Linked DNA regions of Sus scrofa: region 1 is linked to region 2. A link is a contact called in public HiChIP or PLAC-seq data. All regions are on one chromosome and are shown on one strand. The core of a region is the stretch at or near the end of the contact, and the rest is flanking DNA. Distances in the headings are between cores, read along the strand shown.

Region 1 (6,761 bases), core at 2,497-4,996, 240 kb after region 2:
ACCTACACCACGGCTCACAGCAATGTTGGATCCCTGACCCAGTAAGTGAGGCCGCATCCTCATGGATACTGGTTGGATTTGTTTCCGCTGAGCCACTACTCTGAGAATCTGCATCTTAACAAGATCCTCAGATGATTCATCTGCATATTAAAGTTTAAAAGGCTCTGCTATAGACCATGCTAAGTAGACTTCTGTCACACTCTTTGGAGATCGATGCTTTGGAGATCCAGCATCAAAGATCTTCTTTGTGTGGAGAATTTCCCAGATAAAGTACTGTCTCTAAGATGTGGAATCCAGAAACTGTCCTTCCTAGCCTCACTTGCAATTTCGTCATCCATCACCTGAGCTCTGATCAGGCAGGATCTTTTGTTCAGAGGCAAACAGCAGAGGAAACAGGCACAGTGTGGAATCCATATCTGACATGCTAGCATTGGTGGCATCTGGTTTGGGGGACGACAATGGGGGAGATTCTTGTGTCCAATGCCCTGATGCTGTGTCTATACTCAGTGGCATTGGGGTGCTCCCTGAGCAGTCCTCAGTGATGTTTAGACACTGTTTCTGGCTGTATAGATCTCTAAGTCTGACTCTTTGGCCCATGTGAATTTCTTGATATCCTTTAATCCTGTAGTGTACAATAGAGAAGTCTTTAGCCCTGTGTGGCTATTTAAATTTAAATAAATTAAAATGAAAGAAAATTTAAAATTCAGTTCTTCAGTTGCACAAGCTGCATCTCAAGTGCTCGATAACAAGATGATGCTAGTGGCTACCTTATTGGACAGATTAGATACAGAACTTTCCTATGATCCTAGAAAGTTTATTGTACAGAGCAGCTTTAGTTAATTCCTTTTACGGCTTAACTGGCTAGAATGAGCTCTATTGTTTGAATTAAGAACTCCACCTAACTTACTATGATAAAGATTTAAGTCTTTAATTTTATTTATTTATTTATTTATTTATTTATTTATTTTTGGCCTCGCCTGCCTCACGTAGAAGTTCTGGGGACAAGGATGGAACCCACATCACAGCAGTAACCAGAGGCACAACAGTGACAGCTGCCAGATCCTTAACCTGCTGAGCTACCAGGATCTTAAGTCTTTCATTTAAGAGATGTGGGGGAAATCATCAAAGAGTTTCTGGGGTGTGTGTGTATGGATGCTTGTGACATGATCTCACCTCCATTCCAAAAAGATGACCCTGGTTGCAACATGGAGATGAGATTAGGTCTAGGCCCAGTTCGGTGTAGTCCTTGACCATGAAGGTTCTAATTTAAATATTCAGACACCATACAAATTTGAACATTTGCTAAACATCACTTGGCTCTAGACATACAGAGGTAAGAAAGACACAGTTCATGGTTTCATTGAAGGCCTAGGCTGGAAGAGGATACAAATAAAAAAAAACATGTGTACAGGGAGTTCCAGTTGTGGCGCAGTGGTTAACGAATCCGACTAGGAACCATGAGGTTGCAGGTTCGGTCCCTGCCCTTGCTCAGTGGGTTAACGATCCGGCGTTGCCGTGAGCTGTGGTGTAGGTCGCAGACGTGGCTCAGATCCTGTGTTGCTGTGGCCCTGGTGTAGGCTGGCGGCTACAGCTCCGATTAGACCCCTAGCCTGGGAACCTCCCATATGCCGGGGGAGCGGCCCAAGAAATGGCAAAAAGACAAAAAAACAAAAAAACCCAAAAAACCATAAACATATGTACAGGAATTCCTGTCGTGGCACAGTAGTTATCGAATCCAACTAGGAACCATGAGGTTGCAGGTTCTATCCCTGGTCTTGCTCAGTGGGTTAAGGATCCGGTGTTGCTGTGAGCTGTGGTGTAAGTTGCAGACGCAGCTGGGATCCGCGTTGCTGTGGCTTTGGTGTAGGCTGGCGGCTACAGCTCTGATTAGCCCCCTAGCCTGGGAACCTCCATATGCTGTGGAAGCGGCCCTAGAAAAGGCAAAAAGACCAAAAAAAAAAAAAAAAAAGTGTACAAATCACATTGTGGTTATAGCTGAGTCTAGAATAGAGGGATGCTGACTGCCCTCATGTGGCTTCCCAGTGTGAGCAGTCCTTAGGTAGGGAGAGACCACCAGGGCCTATGGTTTCAGCTTTGCAAGTCCAGAATCTGGTTTGGATTTATTCAACACACACAGTAATTACGCTCAGAGGACATGGTAAGGATGACTATTTGCTAAATTATAACTGTAACTTTTTTTTTTTTTTTTTTGGTCTTTTTAAGGCCGCACCCTTGGCATATGGAAGGTCCCAGACTAGGGGTTGAGTCAGAGCTGCAGCTGCTGGCCTATACCACAGCCACAGCAATGCAGGATCCGAGCTGCGTCTATAACCTACACCAGCTCATGGCAATGCCAGATGCTTAACTCACTGAGCAAGGCTAAGACTGAACCTGAATCCTTGTGGATGCTAGTAGGGTTCGTTACCTCTGAGCCACAACGGGAGCTCCATAACTGTAACTTTAAATTTTAAAAAAGTATTCAATTTTATACCAGTCACTATTTGTGCCTACTGTTAAAGTCATCCAAATCCTAGTATCAAGATATTTAAGAGGCCAAATTTGATCAAGAGTTTTTTGGGGGGTTTTTTGTTTGTTTTTTTGGTGAGCAGGAAATTAGAGAAAACTTCATAAGTTGAAAGACCATGAAGGAGCTCAATGAAGCACCAGTAAACCTATGACAATGATTCTTTTTATGAATCAGATACTGCCAAATTCATGTCACCAGGTTGGGTGGCAATTGGAAGACTCTGGGGATCCGCCCACTCTTGTATATTCCCTATGAATAAGCACTGCAAAATCTTGCCTATTATTTGCTCCTTTGTTTTCTAACCTTCTTGCTTTCCACTTCCTTCTGTTTGCCTGTTCTCTTTAAGAATGGTTATGTGAATAACAGGATACCTCATAGTTCCCTTCCACATGGTGGTGGTTATTACCACATAGCCACATTGATTGGCTTTGGACACATCTAGATACTATATCCTCAGTCATATTACTTCTATGGATAGTTGGCTGATGTCTTCCTCACATGTTTCTTTGGGAGAGAGAAACCAGCCCTGGAAATTGGGGATTGGGTTGGGAGGGTTGCATCTCAGCAAACTGATAACCCCTGAAGGATATCAAAGCCCATCTCCTTAAAAAAAAAAAGCCTTTTGATACATACCTTCCATGACCACTCTCTCCTTTATGTACTCTAGCCACAGTTCTATTTCTCTATAACTCTTTGCTGTTATTTATAAACATGCCTGTCTCCATGGCTCTTCATCCTAAACTGTAAAGCTGGGACCCATACCAAGTCTTAACTGTCTTCAATTCCCACTTAACACAATGCCTAGAACACAGCAGGAACTTGATGGCTAGTGACTAAATGAGAGAAAGTTTCGGTGAATGGGACATGGATCTCCCGTGATAGTAAGGAAAGTGATCCCCTCTATTCCCCAATCGAGGGGCAAAATTGCTCTAACTTGCCTATAGAAGGGCTCAAATTTTCGGAGACAAACACCAACTCAGAGAACTGCCGAGATTAACCTGCCCAGGGAATCAAGAAAAGTCAAGCCTTTGGAAACCGGGCTTCGCTATTCGAGCAGGAAACGTGGAATGCGCTGTCCTTGATTCTGGAAGGCACATATAAAAGCGGAATCAGCCCCGCCCCAGGAAAGACAGGGGCCCGGGGCGTGTTCTGCATCGTTTCCAGGCAACAACAGTCCCGCCCATCTGCTCTTCACTTCCTTACCCAGCGAGCTCCGCTCGACCAATAGACCAACAGAACATCGCCAGATTGGACGGTAGTTGGAGGACTCTGGGGGTCCGTCACCCCGGAGACTCCGCCCCCCCCATTTCTTCCCGGCTGCTAGAGACTGACCTGAGCTGAGCGTTTGCGGGTCGCTGGGCGGGTTGTTGCGGTAGGTGAAGAGGCGCGGGGGTGCCTATGGTTTTGTATCCCCGGCTCCGGCCGCATCCAGAGATACCACAGAGGGGCCGAGAGGCCTGACTCGTCCAGCCTTGCACGTCCTTCAGGCCGGAGTAAATGAGGCCCGGAATCTGGACACTAGAGTTCTCCGCATTGGTCTGGACCAGGAGACCCGGGCTCTGGTGCGAGCAAAGTTTTGGTTTGGGTGGGTTCAGACGACTTAGGGGTGGGGTTGGCGCTTCATTGTGGTCCTTGACATCAGTTCACCAGGACCTCCGTCACGTATTTGGCCCTTTTACTTCTGGGCCCTTGCGCTGGCAGGGCTCTCTCTCATGGAATTATTCAGACCTTTTTCCAGGCAGCCTTCCTAATCACAAAGGAGCCTCCAGAAAGCAAAGAAAAGAAAAGCGTCCGTTCATTCTACTAGACTAAATAGTTATGAAAGCCCCCAGGCTTTGTGGGTAACCCTTCCTACTTATCTCTGCTCAGGGTACTTTCAGTTAGTCCCCAACAGGCAGAGTGGGTAAAAACATGGCTTTTGGAGCCACACAGATCTAGTTTCCATTCAAGGATTCACTCTATCAGTAATGTGCCTTTGACAAGTTACCTTTCTGATCCTTAGTTTTTTCGTCTGTAAAATGATGAAAATATCTACCTCTTCGTCTTTCTTTCTTTGTCTTTTTAGGGCCCTACCCACAGCATATGGAGGTTCCCAGGCTAGGGGTACAATCGGAGGTGTAGTTGCTGGCCTACACCACAGCCAAAGAAACACCAGATCCAAGCCGAGTCTGTGACCTACACCACAGCTCAGGGCAACGCTGGATCCCACTGAGCAGGGACAGAGATGGAACCCCCAAGCCCATGGTTCCTAGTTGGATTTGTTTCTGTTATACCACCAGGGAGCTCCCTCTTTTTTGTATTTTTAGGGCCACACCCACAGCATATGGAAGTTCCCAGGCTAGGGGGAAAATTAGAGCTGCAGCTGTCAGCCTACACCACAGCTCACAGCAGTGCTGGATCCTTAACCCCTTGAGCAGGCCACAGACCAAACCTGCATCCTCATGGACACTAGTTGGGTTTGTAACTCACTGAGCCACAAGGAGAACTCTTAAAATTTCCATTTTTATTATTTATTTATTTATTTATTTTTATCTTTTGTCTTTTTAGGGCCACACCCTCGGCATATGGAGGTTCCCTGGCTAGGGGTCCAATCAGAGCTACAGTTGCTGGCCTACGCCACAGCAACTTGGGATCCAAGCCACGTCTGTGACCTACATGACAGCCCATGGCAATGCTGGATCCTTAACCCACTGAGCAAGGCCAGGGATAGAACCGTCAACCTCCTGGTTCCTAGTCGGATTCGTTAACCACTGAGCCACTATGGGAACTTCCTAAAAGTTCCATTTTAAAAAGACAAACTTCATTATGAAAACAACTTGTGTGCAGAGCCAGAAGAGCAAACCCATTGAGCAAACCCATTACCCTTTTGTCTCCTTTTTATATATAACATAAGAATATGATAGAAGACATTTTAAATTTTGTTAAGAGAATTTTTTTTTTTTTTTTTTTTTTTTTTTTTTTGCTTTTTAGGGCCACACCCACAGCATATGGAAGTTCCCAGGCTAGGGGTTGAATCAGAGCTACAGCTGCCATCCTACACCACAGCCACAGCAACTCAGGATCCAAGAAGAGTCTGCAACCTATACCACAGCTCACGGCAACACAGGATCCTCAACTCACTGAGCGAAGCCAGGGATTGAACCCACCTCCTCATGGATACTAAGTTGGGTTCATTACAGCTGTGCCACAACTGGGAACTCCAAGAGAGACATCCTTTTTTTTTTTTTTTTTTTTGTCTTTTTGCCTTTTCCAGGGCCACTTCCTGCTGCATATGGAGGTTCCCAGGCTAAGGTCCAATCAGAGCTGTAGCCACCGGCCTATGCCAGGGCCACAGCAACGGGGGGGGGGAGATCCGAGCCGCATCTGCGACCTACACCATAACTCATGGCAACGCCGGATCTTTAGCCCACTGAGCAAGGCCAGGGATGGAACCCGTAACCTCATGGTTCTTAGTCGGATTCATTAACCACTTCGCCATGACAGGAACTCCAAGAGAGACTTCTTAAAACGCTATTAACTTCCTTCCTAAGCCAGTCCTTATTCAATTGAACATCTGTTTTTCAGCTCAGATTCCAAATGAAAATGTTTGAGAGCGTTGACTCCACAACCACAAGATCTGGCCCTGATCTTTGGGCTGAAATCTGTTCCTGTCTGCCACATCCTGACCAAGAGGATGGTGCCAGCAATGCCTTCTCAGACTCCTTTATGGATTCTTACCCTGTAGGCACAGGCCAGAGGGAAGCCCCACACTTTCCTGAGCAGCCAGCTATAAAGCCTTGGGCTCCCTTGCAGGATTCAGAAGTGTATTTAGCGTCTCTAGGTAAGTTAGATGGCTTTCTTTTCTTCTTTTTTTTTTTTAATCAGAATCTGGCGATTTTAAGGAAGCATGTTGAAGTTCTGTTACATCAAACCTTGTTTTCTGTTCTTAAATTTTCTTTTTTTTTTTTTGGTCCTTAGCACATGTATTTGTCAGATGTAATTCTGGGGTGAGGGATTAGGTTGGTATTTGGGAAGGAGCCTCCCTTCCCTTGTACATCCCTTAAAACAGTCTTTGTCACCTCTTATCTCTGTTTTACTTAAATTTTTTTTTTTTTCTTTTTAGGACCACACCTCTGTGGCATGTAGAAGTTCCTGGGCTAGGGCTTGAATCAGAGCTGTAGCTGCTGGTCTATACCACAGCCACAGCAACTCGGGATCCGAGCTCAGTCAGCAACCTACACTCACAGCAACACTG
Region 2 (6,758 bases), core at 328-2,827:
TGCGTCCTCCTTGGCCCTCTAGACCCCCGGGGAGAGAAGACTCGCCTCCTTTTTGAAGATGGTGAACTTGACAGCGCAGCCGTAGCACCTACTCTCCATCCTGGTTCCCGGCGTAACAGGGTCTGCAGAGTTGATTTCTTGTGAGTCAGGTCCAGAAGCCCTAGGACCTTCGCCCAGCCCCGCCCCTGCTTCCCCACGCCCACTTGCGCGCGAGAGCCAAGGCCTCGGAGCAAGGAATTACGACAGTCACCCCTGCGGGAGAGCAGTAGTGGCGTGCGCGGACGCTGCTGGGAGTCGTAGTTCTTTCACCCCTGCCAACTTCTCTCAGAGGCAGTCAAGCCTGGCTGGCCCAGATCACGACATTTCCCAGGGGGCTAAGCGCCATTCAGCTGGCTTGGGATCCAACTGTCCCCGGTCCCGACACGCTTAGACTCCTGGGAGTTGTAGTACTAATCCAGTCAGGATTGGAACCATGGCGGTGACCAAAGAGCTCTTACAGATGGATCTGTACGCGCTGCTAGGTATCGGGGAGAAGGCGGCGGACAAAGAGGTGAGAACTGGAGCGAGGAGGGCCGTTCCCGAGCGACCTGGCGACTCTTCCGGTCTTGGCCTCTCTCCCGAGGCTGGCACCACCAGCTTTCCAGGTTCGACCCGGCCCTGGGTGTTTGGCAACGAGGGGTCGGCCCGACGGCCTCAGAAGCGGGTTCCGAGACCTTTCCTAGTGGTCTGAGGACTTCATGAGGAAGAGAGAGCACAGGAAGGAGGTTCTTTGAGTGGAGTACGGTACTGACGTCTCCCCGTGGCCCTTGTCTAAAGGAGGCGGCATAGCCAGCCAGGCGGGCAATCTTTGCTTCCTCACTGCGCCTGCGCAATGTCAGCTTCTGATTCTGCTACACTGTGCAGACGTGAGTCATTCATTCTCTCCAGCAGGTTGATTTAACTTCGCTTAGAGCCTAGGAGAGGACAGGTCTTAAGGCTTCTCCATTCCCTCTTCATCCCCTCCTTGGCAGTGTGACCTATGACTCTGCCATCTCTGTTTTCTTTTACACCCCAGCCCATTGACTCTTCAAGTAGCAGTTGCTCAGGTGTTGTCCTCTCAGCATGTTCTAATGGGTCAAAAGCAGGATCAGAAGGGTAAGGCAAATGGCCTGGAATTCCACAGGAAGGTGTTGATAAATGCGCGAGAGGAGTTCCCACTGTGGCACAGTGGGTTGAGAATGCCACTGCAGCGGCTCAGGTCGCTGTGGAGGTACGGGTTTGCCTCCAGGCCAGGCACAATGGGATAAAGGATCTGGCGTTGCTGCAGCTGCCCTGGGAGGAACTTCCATATGCTGTGAGTGCAGCCATTAAAAATTAAAATAGGGGAGTTCCCGTGGTGCCTTAGCGGAAACGAATCTAACTAGCATCCATGAGGACGCAGGTTTGATCCCTGGCCTCGCTCAGTGGCTTAAGGATCTGGCGTTGCTGTGGGCTGTGGTATAGTTCACAGATGCAGCTTGGATCTGGCGTTGCTGAGGCTGTGGCATGGACCCCTAGCCTGGGAAATTCTATATGTCATGGGTGTGGCCCTAAAAAAAAAAAAAAGATTAAAAAAGGAAATTTCCATTGTGGCTCAGCAAGTTATGAACCCGAATAGTATCCATGAGAATGAGGGTTGATCCCTGCCTTCCCTCAGCGGATTATGGATCTGGCGTTGCCATGAGCTGTGGTGTAGGTAGCAGGTGCAGCTTAGATTCTGCATTGCTGTTGCTATGGTGTAGGCCAGCAGTTGCAGCTCTGATTCGACCTAGCCTAGGAACTTCCATATGCTGCATGTGCATAAAAAATAAAATAAAAAGCAAAAAATATGTATATAATAATTTTTTATTTATTTTTATTTTTATTTATTTTTTATTTTTTGTCTTTTTGCTATTTCTTTGGGCCGCTTCCGCGGCATATGGAGGTTCCCAGGCTAGGGGTCGAATCGGAGCTGTAGCCACTGGCCTACGCCAGAGCTACAGCAACGCAGGATCTGAGCCGAGTCTGCAACCTACACCACAGCTCACGGCAACGCCAGATCGTTAACCCACTGAGCAAGCGCAGGGACCAAACCCGCAACCTCATGGTTCCTAGTCAGATTCGTTAACCACTGCGCCACGACGGGAACTCCAATAATTTTTTAAAAATATGCCAGAGTGGGACACTGATCAAGCTGCAATTAAGATTTCTACTACTTTCCCCTGGATTGTCATGGTAGTTGTAGCAATGTGGGAAAGGGTGGCAGGTGATTCATCAGATGGAAATTAATGCCTACAAATGCCCATGTACTTTTAGGTGGCTCTGCTCATAGGCTGAGTGAGCTTGTGAGAAGAGGAAGCTCTGGGGCAAAAGAGCAAGGGGACCGATAAGGCCCTTGAGGAGGGTTGCTGTCAGCCTGCACAGAACTGTTTCCTACAGCTACAGCTGAAATTAGAAGTGGGCCATGGGGACATGCATAGAGCACCAAATGCATCTGCTATACCTGTCTCATAAGGCTTACAATTTCACTGTTAATAATTCCTAACACCCATATAATATGTGCTGGACACTATTCTAAGTGTTCTACGTTTGTAAATCTTTAATTAGAGCTTCATTAATAGTGAGAAATTACTGCAGACATTTCACACCAGATCCAACCAGTGTGTTTGAACCTTGAAGTTGAGAACTCCTAAAGAAGGCAGTTGTGAGCCATTAATGTGTGTGTGTGTATATATAATATTTATTTATTTATTTTTGGCCAAACCTGAAGCATATGGAAGTTCCTGGGCTGGAGTTGAATCTGAGCTGCAGCTGTAAACCATGCCATAGCTGTGGCAATGCTGGATCTTTAACCCCCGGTGCCAGCTGGAGATCAAACTGGTGTTGCCCAGAGCCAATGCTAGATCCTTAACCTACTACATCACAGTGGGAACTCCCGCTGATGTATATATTAATCAGAGAAGTGACATAGATTTTAAAGAAATTATTCGGAGTTTCCTGGTGGTGCAGTAGGTTAAGGATCCAGCACTGTCACTGATGTGGCTTTGGTCACTGCTGTGGCGTAAGTTCAGTCCCTGGCCTGGAAATTTCTGTATGCCATAGGCATAGCCAAAAGGAAAAAAAAAATTCAATGTCAGTGTGCAGAAAGGATTGGAGTGGGGGGCAGGTGGAGGAGCTGCTGCTAGGGGATCAGGTGGGAATGTTGTCGACACAAGAGACCAAGGTCTAAGCAGCACAATGAAGTTGGGATCCAGTTTTCACCCAGATGAGATAAGGGATATGTGAGAAGGCACTTCAGAAAAGATAACAGGTGCTGCTCTGGCTTTTTAGTAGGGGATGCAGAACTATAATACAAGGCAGAATATAAGTTCCTTAAGAGGAATACAGATAAAGTGCTGTGCATGTTCAGAGTAGGCTGAGGTTGCTTCTAGTTTGCGAGATGGGGTGAGGGAAATAGAGAAGGCATTTGATGCCTTGAAGAATGGGTAGAGTTTAGATGTGTGGAGATGGAGGGAGGGTATTCTGAGAAAGGGGAGAGTGTGCATAGTCTAATTTGTACGGAGCACAGGCCAAGAAGAAAGGGTATAAGAAGATAAACCTTGAAAAGTAGGTTAGGGAAGTTCCCATTGTGGTGCAGTGAAATGAATCTGACTAGTATCCATGAGGATTCAGGTTTGATCCCTGGCCTGGCTCAGTGGGTTAAGGATCCAGCATTGCCGTCAGCTGTGGCTCAGATCCTGCATTGCTGTGGCTGTGGAGTAGGCCAGCAGCTGCAGCTCCAATTTGACCCCTGGCCTGGGAATTTCCATGTCATGGGTGCAGCCCTAAAAAGCAAAAAAAAAAAAAAAAAAAAAAAGTAGGTTAGGGCCTCTGGGTACACTGATTAGCTCCGTGGTAACACATGCTTTTTGGTAGAGAGCAAAGGATTTAGGGTCTGGAATCCTCTCTTCTTGTTTCAGTGCTTGTCATAGTCTCTAGAGGCACTGGCGGACCAAAAAATATTTAAAGTATATGCAAAGAAGGCCTCCTAAACTTTGATTTTCTGGTCTAGGAGTTCTTATTTTGGGTCCAAAGAAAGATGCCAAGAACTAAGTAAATTTGTGTATTTATTTTGGAGGAGTAGAGGTAATTCTTATCCAAAAAAAGTTATCTAGGTCAACCTTCTGTGTAACTGATGGTGAAACTGAAACTCAGAGCAGGTGGTAGATGACAAAATGGGAACTAGAATCAGATCCCCTGATGCCCAGCCCAGGTTGATCCCCTTCCACTGTGTCCCTCTGGCTGTACAGCTAGTGGTGGTGGGCACCAACACCAAATTCACCTCTCATTCAGACCACTTCTCTGAATCCCCAGTCTGTGTATCCATCTGCCTCTCCATTTGGATGCTTCACAGGAGTCTAAATCTTACTACATCCAAAATGAAATTCTTAATCTTCTCTCTCCGTACTTGCTCCTTCCTTGAACTTCTCCTTCTCAGTAATTGGCACCACCATCCATCCACTTGAGAAGAAACCTGGAGTCATTCTTTTTCTTTCTGGTTTTTTTTTTTTTTTTTTTTTTGGCTTTTTGGGCCGCACCCTAAGCATATGGAATTTCCCAGGCTAGGAGTCTAATTGGAGCTACAGCTGATGGCCACAGCCACAGCAACGCCAGAATCCAAGCCATGTCTGCAACCTACACCGCAGCTCACAGCAATGCCTGATCCTTAACCCACTGCTCAAGGTCAGGGATTGAACATGCGTCTTCATGGATACTAGTTGGGTTTGTTTATGCTGAACCATGACAGGAACTCCTGGAGTCATTCTTCTTTTTTTTTTTTTCTTTTTAGGGCCGAACCCAAGGCATATGGAGGTTCCCAGGCTGGGGATCTAATCCAGGCTACAGCTACCAGCCTACGCCACAGGAACGCCTGAGCCACGTCTGCGACTTACACTACAGCTCACAGCAATGCCAGATCCTTAACCCACTAAGCAAGGCCAGGGATTGAACTTGCAACCTCATGATTCCTAGTTGGATTCATTTCCGCTGTGCCTCGATGGGAACTCCCTGGAGGCATTCTTTTTTTTTTTTTTTTTATTGTCTTTTTGCCTCTTCTAGGGCCACTCCTGCGGCATATGGAGGTTCCCAGGCTAGGGGTCAAATTGGAGCCATAGCCGCCAGCCTATGCCAGAGCCACAGCAATGCGGGATCCGAGCCATGTCTGCGACCTACACCACAGCTCACGGCAACATCGGATCCTTAACCCACTGAGCAAGGCGAGGAATCGAACCCTCAACCTCATGGTTCCTAGTCAGATTCGTTAACCACTGAGCCAGGACGGGAACTCCCTGATTTATAATGTTCTATCAATTTCAGCTGCATAGCAAAGTGACCCAGCTATATATCTATATACATTCTTTTTTTTTTCATATTACCCTCCATTATGTTCTATCACAAGTGATCAGATATAGTTCCCTGGGCTATACATTTGTCATCCATTCCAGATGCATTTGTTTGCATCTACTAGCCCCAAACTCCCAGCCTCTGTCTCTGGGCACCACAAGTCTGTTCTCCATGTCCATAGTTTGTTTATTTTCTGTAGATAGGTTCATTTGTGCCATATATTAGATTCCAGATGTAAATTATATCAATGGGATTTGTCTTTCTCTTTCTGACTTACTTCAGTTAGTATGAGAGTCTTTAGTTCCACTCAATTATTTTCTTCTCCTTTATGGCTGAGTAGTATTCCATTGTGTGTGTGTATATATATATATATATATATATATATATATATATATATATATATATACCACATCTTAATCTGTTCATCTGTTGTTTCCATCCTTTGGCTGTTGTGAATAGTGCTGCAGTGAACATAGGGGTTTGTGTATCTTTTTTAGTAAAAGCTTCGTCAGGATATATGCCTAGGAGTGGGATTGCTGGATCATATAATAGTTCTATATTTAATTTTCTGAGGTACCTCCATACTGTTTTCCATTGTGGTTGTGCTAGCAGTCATTAGATTAATGCAAATTAAAACTGCAGAGATAGCACCTCAGGCCTATTAGGATGGCTATTATAAAAAAGCAAAAAACAAAACCAGAAACTTACTAGTATTGATGAGGATGTGGAGAAATTAGAACCCTTGTACATTGCTTGTGGTGCAGCTGCTGTGGAAAACAGTATGGCTTTTCTTCAACAAATTAAATGTAGAATTATCATATCATCCAGCAATTTCAATTCTGGGTATATACCCCAAAGAAGTGAAAGTAGCAACAGATATTTTTACACCTAAGTCCATAATAGCATTATTCATGATAGTTAAAAGGTGGGATCAGGGAGCTCCTGTGTGGCACAGAGTGGGTTAAGGATCCAGCCTCGTTACTGGAGTGGCTCAGGTTGCTGCTGTGGTATGAGTTCTGTCCCTGGCCCTAGAACTTCTGTGTGCCATGGTCGTGGCCCAAAAAAAAAAAGATGGGAGCAACCCAAGTGGTCATAGACAAATGAACAAAATGAGCTATATACATACAATGGAATATTATTCAGCCTTAAAAAGGAAGGAGATTCTGGAACTCCCATTGTGGCTCAGTGGAAATGAATGCGACTAGTATCCATGAGGATGTGAATTTGATCCCTGGCCCCACTCAGTGGGTTAAGGATCTGGCATTGCCGCAGCCTTGGTTCACAGTTGTGGCTAGGATCTGATCCCTAGCCTGGGAGCTCCATATGCTACAGGGTGGCCAAAAAAACCCCCCCAAAAAACACAACGGTTAAAACAATCT

The links. HiChIP or PLAC-seq counts read pairs in DNA pulled down with a chosen protein or histone mark.
Region 1: a contact with region 2 is called in an H3K27ac HiChIP or PLAC-seq map of alveolar macrophages. The contact joins the promoter of C1H15orf57 here to the promoter of ZFYVE19 in region 2. A contact is called at or near these places in 1 of 5 promoter capture datasets (liver) and 1 of 2 datasets of contacts at active chromatin or transcription factors (alveolar macrophages).

What each region holds. Positions count from the first base shown.
Region 1 is chr1:130,749,361-130,756,121 of Sscrofa11.1, forward strand. C1H15orf57 reads left to right here and starts at 3,747. Exons shown (of 4, transcript XM_021097619.1): 1 at 3,747-3,899; 2 at 6,092-6,347. The coding sequence starts at 6,104.
Region 2 is chr1:130,516,366-130,523,123 of Sscrofa11.1, forward strand. ZFYVE19 (abscission/NoCut checkpoint regulator) reads right to left here and starts at 1,578. Exons shown (of 12, transcript XM_001929402.5): 1 at 498-1,578; 2 at 46-122. The coding sequence starts at 99. DNAJC17 (dnaJ homolog subfamily C member 17) reads left to right here and starts at 360. Exons shown (of 11, transcript XM_001929383.4): 1 at 360-550. The coding sequence starts at 473.